Regions from separate parts of the Gossypium hirsutum genome. Here region 1 is linked to region 2. A link is a contact called in public Hi-C data. All regions are on one chromosome and are shown on one strand. Each heading gives the region's core, a stretch centred on a gene start, on an enhancer-like site or on the middle of the called end of the contact. The rest is flanking DNA. Distances are from core to core; before and after follow the strand shown.

Region 1 (5,286 bases), core at 2,495-4,994, 120 kb before region 2:
CAAGTATACGAGTCAGGTTGTAATATAGTTTGTTTACAATGAAACACTTGGTAAGTATTTCAAAAATAACTACTAATCTACTCGAGTCACGAATTACTAGTGTTAATCTTGAAGCAATATGATAATAATAATAATAACCAAATAAATTGAATTAAATCTAAATATATTCCTAAGTTCATGTATCAACTTTTCCTACCCCTTGTTTCGACTACGTGAGTTCCTCCAGCTTAGATCCAATTGTTTTACCTGATTAACTATTGATGTAGGGTTCTAAATAATTGGTTACTAATTAATCTAGCAGGGCTTCTCAGTCGTCTATTAACCTAACTAGTCGGCAAGAACTACTCACCTCTCGATGACACAATTCAGATCTGGGCAAAGTAAGCTTTTCACTGATAGGCAATACCGATTTCGGGTTAATCCCCACCTATATGACTTCCTTGGGTCATCAAACCTAGGGGTTAAGTTTTCCTTACCTAACCCTAGATCTGTTAAGTAATGCTTGGTAGGAAATACTGATTTTGGGTTAATTCCTACCTAAATGACTTCCTAGGGTTGTCAATCTTAAAGTTTAATTGCACTCAACCAGATCCAAGCAATCCAAATTAAACTCTACCTTTCAATCGATTAATTAGGTTAATACAGTTGAAAAATGCAATATATGTATAAAGCATAAATTGGTTCTAATCTTTACACAAACATTCAATTAACTATTTTAATGAAAGAAATATAAAGAATATAATAAAGGAAAGATATGCTCATGGATTTATCAATGAAAGAATGGCTCTAGAACAATCTTTGCTCGTGAAAGTCTCACTTAGAAATAGGATCTTCTGATATCAAGAACATAACATAAACTAAGTAAAACCTAATAACTAGAATAAAAACCTAAGAATCCTTCCCCTAATGTGTTGTTCTAAACAAGTATTTATAGATTACATGTATTATGACCTAATTATGTCAAGTAAGGATGGCTAAGCATATTAATTTAGGTTGTATAGATGAAATCACCCTTACTCATTAAATTGGCCTCGTCGTAGCTATGTCGCGACAGCCTCAAGCTGTGTCACAACATCGAAGGCAGTATGTTTTATTCTTGGTGTCTTCAGGGTTGTGCCGCGATACCGTCTCGCCTATGTCGCAACATCCTCGGCGGATTGCTCCTTGGGTATTATGCTTGTTGCGTTGCGACATCCCAGCTCTGTGTTGCAACACCGGGAGCAGTCCATTATCTTTTTGCCCTCGAATGATATCCTGCATACTTAATCAACATGTTAGTATTCCCTTAGGCCCAGATTGGCCTAAAAGGTCATAAAACACATGAAAACATTCATTTTATTCACTAGGTCCTAAGAAGGGAAACTTAATATAAACTATATTAATTTTCTATTAAACTAGCTCATTTAGTATAGAATTGGGCCTAATCTGCTACAACAAATTATGGCAGATCACTATGCCAGATGAAAACGCTTCCTACAACCCAACTTGATTACTTCTAAGCCTTGCAACCCAGGATAAAAAAAATTTTCCCTTTATACCCCGACCCATCCCCTATATAAATGTTCTTTCTTCACCCCCTATTCACCCACATCTCAGTCTCCTTTTAATTGTTTTTTTTCTTTTTCTTGCATGTTAAAATTTTTGGGTTTCAAGATTTATTTCTCTTTCACTTTGAGGGAGACGTAGTCATAGTTTTAAGTTGTCTTAGGGTTCACAGTGATGTCATGTAGCTCGGTAACCTACAAATTTCACATGTCGCGTGAGTATAGAGCCATCACCTGATAAGTTAGGATTACTTTGCAACTCGAGGTCCAAGTTGACTAGGATTATACCGTCTCAGGTTGAAATGTAATTAAGGCTTCAAGTTTACAAAGGTTATGTTGTCACAAGATGAATCATAACTGGGGTCATAGTTAATAGTGCTAATACAGGCACCACAACGAGTTTTTCCTCATCAGAGGAGCATGCTTCATAAAATTCAAATATAAGTATGAGGAAGGAAAATACAAAGGGTCTTCCAGTATAATCAAGTAATTCGTGTTGTTCATCTCCACCGAAGGCGGTGACCTTGCTAGTATAATTTGTTACACCCCAATGCTATCACAGGTTATAATACAAAGGTCACCACCTTTGGTTGTGATTGATAAGACACATTACTTGATTATACTAAAACGTCACTATGTGTTTCTTCCTTGTATTTATGATTGAGTTTTATAAAGCATCTTTTTTATGAGAAGAACTCGTTGTCGAACCTACATAACCACTGTCAACTACGTACACATTTGTGCTCCATCCCTTGACAACATAACTTTTGTAGACTTGAAGCCCTGATTACATTTCAACCCCAAATCATATAATCACTATCAACTGGGACCTTGAGTTGCAATGTTATCCGGATTCCCGAGTGATGGCTCCATACCCACATGGCAGATGAAATTTGTAGGTCTTCTAGCTCTATGGCACCACCGTAAATTTAAACATTCCTTAAAACTATAACTATGTCTATCTCAAACACGGACAAAAATTAATCTACAAACTTCTAATTTTCAACTGGAAGAAAAAAAAGAAAAAAAAGAAAAAAAACAATTTTACCAAAGTGAAAACGCGTCCTACAGGGAGCCATTTCACTGCCCTGTAGGATGCGTTTTTATTCTCTCTCCTTAAAACGCACCTTGTATGACGTGTTTTCCTTTTTCTCCAAAAATGGCATAGATCATTAAATTTTCAAAAAAAAAACGGCATAGCTGCTTACTTTTTTTCAGCATATTTAGTTAAATTAACCAATTAACTACATATCATATATCAATTATTATATATAAATAAATTACAAATTTATAAAAATTATTATACAATTATGATATTTTAACCTACCTCGTTTATTAACTATATGTAACATAAACCTTAAATGTACAACTAACCTTATTGTAAATTGTAATGTATACAATTAGTATTATATAATTAAGGTAGATTATTAATAATATGTATCTTTATATACAACTATGTTTTTATAATATTTATTTTTATATTAATAATATGTAAGCTTAAATCCTAAATAAGTGGTAGATTATAATATATATATATACCATAGCGTGGGTTAAGTAATCAAGATATTTCGTATTGTTATAGAACTTTGAATTTGTTTAGAATTATTATATTTTAGTTTTTAGGTATATTTAAGTTGTCGTGAAATTGTTATGCTTAATTTTTTTGAATTGTTATTTAACTACTTTTGTTTATTTACATTTATTTATAGATAATTATCGATAAATTTATTTAAAATTAAATTTTTGTTTGATTTTCTATTATTTTGTGAATTTGGATTCGAATATTCGGCGTATGATTGAAAATTTTAATTTTGGATTTTTTGTGGATTCATTATTTGACGGATAATAATTTTAATTTAGATTCAAATTTAAATAGTAATACTCGAATAATTTACGGATTCAAATTTCTAAATAGATATATGAGTTAAGTTAATACAGAAAGACACAGAAATACAATTTGAAGCCATTCCTACTCCAAATCATCTCAACTTTTTTTATCCTTTGCGTTTGGCATTTGACAATAATGTTTAATTCATGAAAAACAAAAGGAGAAAAAGAATAGAAACATGTATGTTCCCCTTTCACCAGTTGTGCCAAATAGAGTTTTTCCCCAACTACAATATCTTGGTGGGCTTTGGTTATTACAAATTCCGCCAATGGGCCCTATTTTGGGCTTTTCATTTAAACAGAACTGGCGGGCCTGCATGAAAGTTGTCAATCTCATTCAAAAAATAAAACACCCAACATCTCTTCCCCACCTAAACACCTTACCGTTCTTTTATAATGTCTACTCTCTTGGCATCTATAACCTAAAATTTTGTTCTTCTATATGCACAATATTTAAATGTATGTTGATATGACCCAAATGATAGTTTTATATTGTACTGAGAGAGTGTGTGAAAAAGAAGATTATAACAACATATCTTCAAGCGCAACTCCTGATGATGGGTCAAGCTGTCGAGACGATATTGAGCAAAATAGACAAGGCGGAAAACTAAGATTGAATGATGATTTTAGTACTTAAACTTTTCCTATCGCTTTACTTTTAATCTTTTTTAATTACAAATCTTAATCTAAATGTTTTTTTCAGACAAAAACTGTCTGAATTGTTAAAAGTTTAATGAGGGTTATATTATAATCCGGTGATACTTCATGTATACTTTATTCTTAATATTGATCATATTTTCTTAAAAATTATCATTTTTTAATTAGTGGTGTTAAAATTTTAATAGTTCGATTTTTTTTAGACAATCAATTAGACTAAATTTTAAAGGTTTACAATTAAAATGATAAAAAAAATTATCGTAAAAATAATTTTTTTAAAAATTAAGTGTTAATTTTTTTATTATTATGTCAAAATCAATTAAAAAATAGTTGTAAAAATAACATTCATGAGCCATGTAATACCCGAGTTTGGCCCGAGTCTAAAAGGCCCTCAGTAAACAAATAAAAAATAGAGTCCAAATTACAGTGGGCCAATACGGCCCAAACCTAAAATACAGTGACCCATCACAAGCATAGGCCCAAAACAGTATCAAAACAAAAAAAAACCCAGGTTTTCTAGGGTAAGCCTCGCGCCGCAACCAAGTACTTCGCGCCAGCCGCATCCTCGTTCACCTGCACAGCAAGAAAGAAATAGGGCAGTATAGGCAACGAATATGGCAAGAAAATCAAGAAGATCTCAAAATCAAGCAGATACGAATAGATTTTCTTTCCATTTTTTGTTTCATTGTTTGTTATATAAAGCTACTAAATACACTGTAAAACGGATGGAAAAAAAATCAATAAAAAAACACGAGTGTTTTCACAAACAACAGAGAATACCAAGAGTGCACAAAATCAATCAAGAGATTAAAAGGTCGACATTTTATCTCGAACTGTTGTTTTTGTTTTTTTTTTTTGTTTTCTTTATATTTTTTCCTTTGCGTACTATTTAAAAAAATGTATAAAAAAAGGAAAGAAAGAGGTTGCAACAGACCTGATTTTGGATCGCGCGCCGCTGTCGGAGGTTCCTCCGTTCGTCAAAGCCACGAAAGCCCTTTAGGGTTTCGCGCGGATTTGCAATTGGAATTACAGAGGCCGAAAGGCCATTGCTTCTGTGTTTTATTTCTTCTAAAAAATACCCAAATCGGGTTTTATTATTTATTTAAAAAAAGGGAAATACCTGGAGACGCCTTAAATCTGCGCGAAAAGAGCCAATAAGCCCCTTTGGGGTGCGACTCCAACCACCTTCCACGGTGGG
Region 2 (4,825 bases), core at 192-2,691:
TTTAGATTTATTCTAGTTTTAGTTTGAACATATTTCAGTTTTTGTTCTAAAATTGAAATGGAATCTAGGAACGGTAGGAGATCGGCAAAAACGATTAGGCAGAGGCTGGAGGATCCATTGGATTTGGACAATCCTATTGTTAATGACAAATGTATGAAAGCGGTCTCGATTGGTGTTCGAACGATGTCATAGAAATATAAGCTTTTAGGCGCCACAGCTGAAAGGATTAATTCGCAGAATGAAGAAGACTTCGAGTTACTAAAGGGAGAAGCAGAAAAAGAGATTATTGATGGCATCCTTTCCATCACTTTCTTCGAACGAGTTCATCAATTTATTTCCAAGTGCATGGCTCGGACTGTGGTCGTCAAATTACTAGGAAGGAAAATTTCATACCTTACTATGACTAATAAATTGCAAGTTATCTGGAAAACTAAGTAGCCATTAAAAGTAATTGGCTTAGAGAATGATTATTGTTCTGTTAATTTTCAAGATGATGATGAATACCTTCATGCGGTGTCGGGAGGGCCTTGGACAATTTTTGGCCAACATCTCACTGTAAGGCCATGGACACCTTCGTTCACAACAGATCAAGATTTTCCCACTAGTTTACTAGTTTGGATTAGATTGCCTGGGCTATCGGAGGGCATGTACACAAGAAGCCTTCTAAAGTTCATTGCAAGAGCGATTGGACGGGTTGCGAAGATAGACTGTAATAACGATAATAAGATATGGGGTAGCTTGCGAGACTTGCAGTTTATATTGACCTTGGGAAACTGCTGGTTCCAAAATTGCAAATTGACGAAAGAGTACAATGCGTGGAATATGAGACTAAACCTTTGGTGTGCTTCAGGTGTGGGAGATTCGAGCACTCTAGTGATGCATGTCTGCATAGGTCTGAGAAAAAAGAAACAATTGAAGGGGTTACAGTTGAGAATCTCGACAGGGATACGACAGCTCAAGGAGGGGCTACGGATTGGAGCTCCAACAAGGATGCTATGACACATAGTAGTGACAAAGGGGATCAATTTGGGACATGGATGCTGGTGGAACACAAACCACATTGGACGCCCTTGACGGCAACGAAGCCAATTGTCAACAACATTGATGTGGGGGCTTGAGGATCAAGATTTGACATTTTGAACAAAAATTACAGGGAGGTTGAAGGGGTCAAATCTACTGCATTAAATGGTAGCACTGGAATTAAGGGATCTGATAAGGGAACTTTGGGGAAGGCTTTGCCAGTTAGGGGGAAACTATTGTCTAACCCTCAAATCAAAACTAGTGTGTTTAAGAAAGGGCCAGCAAAGAACAAATGTAAATTTGTTGTTTTAATGAATGGGCCGAAAACTAATTCAATTGTTTTAAAGCCAGTTAACAACCAAAGGTCCTCGTTTAGGCCGATAGATAACCCATTCGATGATGGATCAAAAATGGGTCTAAAACTTTTGAATAATGGTTCTGATCCAATCAGATTTCGAGCGGTTGGCCATGGCTTAGACAAAAGAGAAATATGTTATTAAGATTAATGAAAAACAAAGGGATTTCTTTATGGAAGGGTGAGATGGAATGATTTCCCAACACAATATCGAAGGGAGATAAGGGGAGGTATTCGGTCAGTGGCAAACAACAGAGATAGAAGGGTTAAGCGCTGATATGGGGCAAATACCAAAAGGTATACGAAAAGGGGAGTTTTTTGCTCTTTTGATCAATTAGGCTATCGATGGCTTAATTAAGGGATTATGTTAGGAGGTTGAGAATGACACATCTATGATGGGTGGAGTCTCGGCGTTACAATGGTCAGATGAAGAAACTCTAGTCGATGTTGATTCAACATGAATCCTGGTTAGTGTCTGTAGCAGCCTTTTGTTAATTGTGTTGATTCGACTAGAGATAAAGTTGAATGTTAAGAACAATGACATCGTCTATATAAATTATCAGTTGCAATGTGCAAATAGGACTCAGGTAAACGATGTTTTCCTGACTAAGTTCTTACGAACTTATCTCTGTGTGTTACGTTATAGCTGAGTTGATGTGGGATTACGCTAGGAGGGACACTGCCAGGACTATGCAAAGAAGTGGTGTATCGGGTTATTATGCATATAGAGCGAATTTGGTGGCGAGTTCGAAGTCTGAATTGTTACTTAGAGATCCATACTTTGGAGTATCTGTAATTGAATAGGATTTCAATTTAGATATTATTGTAATTTAATTTCCATGTGTTGTAGTTATATATACGTATGTATTTTAGTTTGAAATTTTGTAATCAAGTAAGTTGTGATTATCTGTAAATTCTATAAGTAAATTAAGCTTGTATCTGCATTTGTGTGGTAATACCCAAGATCAGAATTCGATTAATCGAATCTGGTTTAAGGCGTTACATCCCATATTATGCATATTTTTTTATTGTTTTTTAAATTAAAAAGACTAAAGTATTTTAGAATAATATAACTTATTTTGAATATGGAAATACATTTTTGTAATTACCTTGATCGAGTTGGTGCCGGTTGACTCGTGACACCAACTCAGCCAGAGATTTTATTAAAAGTATATATACAACCGGCGAATATAATAAATTGTGTATATTTAAAAATACATTAAAAAATAAAATAAAGCTTTGATTAAGTGGTAAATTTAAGATTTTACTACTCTAATTGATGCAGGTTCAAATCTCATCATTTGCATATTTTTCTTGGTTTTCATTCAAATAAAAAGACTAAAATATCCTTAAATAATGTGCCTTATTTTAATTACGAAAAGACATTTCCATAATTTCCTGACTTATTTTCTTGGTTTTCACTTCCCTAGTTATTAGATTGTAGTTCCAATTGTCTCTTCTAGTTGCTAATTTTTAGCTTTCATCTGTTATATGTATTACCTATTTATAGGCTTCCTTGCTGAATAAAGTTGATCTGAACATTTCCACTTCCTCTCATCTCTTCTACTTTACTTGAACCTCTTCTATTCTTTACTGTTAACAGGGGTATCTAGGCATGGTTCAATTTAATAACAATGGCCTCTGACAACTTTGTACAACTAGTGATTCCTCACTTTGATGGTCATTATGATTATTGGGGTATGCTAATGGAGAATTTCCTAAGATCAAAAGAATATTGGCAAGTTGTCTCAGATGGAGTACCAGAATTACAACAGCAATGACAGATGCACAAATGATAGAAATCGAATGATTGAAATTGAAGGATTTGAAGGCCAAGAAGTATTTGTTTCAGGCTATTGATTGTTCAATCTTAGAGACTGTTCTTTACAAAGACACTTCCAAGAAAATCTGGGATTTAATAAAGAAAAAATATGAAGGCTTAGCGAAAGCAAAGAGGCAACAGCTTCAAACACCTCGTACAGAGTTTGAAAACGTTAAGATGAAGTCAGGTAGTCAATTAGAATTTAATTCTCACGAGTCATGGAAGTCGTTAACAAGATGCAGATGTATGGCAACAAGTCAAAGGATATCATCAAAATTGAAAAGATACTCACATCCTTAACACCAAAATTCAATTTTGTTGTCTGTGCAATTAAGGAATCTAAGGATATTGATGAACTCTCACTTGATGAGCTGTAAATTTCTTTACTGGTACATGAACAAAAGATCAAGTAGCAAGACAATGATAAGTAAGCTTTGAAAGCTTCAACAGGAAATCACTAGATGTTTAAAGGAGGTAAAAGCAGAAGTAAAGAGAAGAGAAGTAACAATCAATGGCAGAACAACAGCAAAAACAACGAGAAAGTCAATCTCAAAGAAGAGGAAGAGGACGGGAATGAGGAGGCCGTAACTCAGCAACTCATCGTCCAAGGTCAGAAGACAAGTCAAAAGTTGAATATTATAGGTGTTATATGTATAGTTATTATCAGTCAGGATGTCGAACTAATTTAAATAAGAAAAATAGGGAAGAATCAACATTTTGCAGAACAAGAGGAAGAGGTATCTTTTTTTATAGTGTGTCATGTGAATGAAGAAACACAAAAAACTTATGGTATCTAGACACTGGTTGCGACAACCACATGTGTGGAGATAAGAGAATTTTTTTCGAACCAGATGAATCTTTTTGCAACACTGTCAAGTTTGGTAAGAACTCCACGATATTTGTCATGGGAAAAGGAAAAATCGCTCTCCAAACCAAAGGATAAATTATCCACACTATTTCTAATGTTCTCTTTGTTCTAGATTTGAAGACCAACTTACTTAGTGTGGGTCAGTTGCAAGAGAAGGGGTTCAATATCTTCATTAAAAATGAAGTATGCATAATTCAAAATGAGAAATTGGGCTTAATTGCTCAGGTGAACATGACATCAAACCGGATGTTTCCTCTTTATATCCTAAGTCCCACTCATTCATGTTTCTTAGTAAAAGTGAATGATGAGGCTTGGTTATGGCATTTCTGCTATAGGCATCACAACTTTGGTGGGCTCAAAATGTTATAGCAGAAAAACATGGTGACAAACTGTAACACCCCTAACCTGTATCTGTCATTGAAATAGGGTTATAGGAATGCTACAACAAGTTAATAAAAATAAACAGGTAAAATCATGATCATTACAATATAATTTCTCAAATACCATTAAGTAATTGAATTACAATAATAACTTACATTTACAAGGCTTAAATCGAGCTTAAGGGTCTATAGAAATGATCTTAAAAACCCTTAGGGCCTAATTTGAAATAATTCAAAAAATCTAAGGAAAAGTTGGAAATTTAGAAAAACAGAGGTCACACGGCTGTGTCCCAGCCCATGTCTTAAACCATGTAACTCACTAACTTAGATCACACGGTTGTGTCATAGGTCGTGTTTCAAACCGTATAACTCTCTAACTT

The links. A called contact is a pair of places that touch in the nucleus more often than the background predicts.
Region 1: a Hi-C map of leaf shows a contact between it and region 2, with 2.5 times the contacts expected there. The contact joins two enhancer-like sites. A contact is called at or near these places in 10 of 34 Hi-C or Micro-C datasets (anther, callus, cotyledon and 4 more).

Annotation. Positions count from the first base shown.
Region 1 is chrD04:41,363,684-41,368,969 of Gossypium_hirsutum_v2.1, reverse strand. No RefSeq gene overlaps it. Among protein-coding and RNA genes, the nearest start is that of LOC121216029, 40 kb to the left of the region's middle. Within about 2 kb of position 3,744, at least 1 of the 9 cell types and tissues checked has an H3K27ac peak or open chromatin away from gene starts, as enhancers often do. A contact at or near this core is called in leaf, where this site is marked.
Region 2 is chrD04:41,241,342-41,246,166 of Gossypium_hirsutum_v2.1, reverse strand. No RefSeq gene overlaps it. Among protein-coding and RNA genes, the nearest start is that of LOC121216504, 26 kb to the right of the region's middle. Within about 2 kb of position 1,441, at least 7 of the 9 cell types and tissues checked have an H3K27ac peak or open chromatin away from gene starts, as enhancers often do. A contact at or near this core is called in leaf, where this site is marked.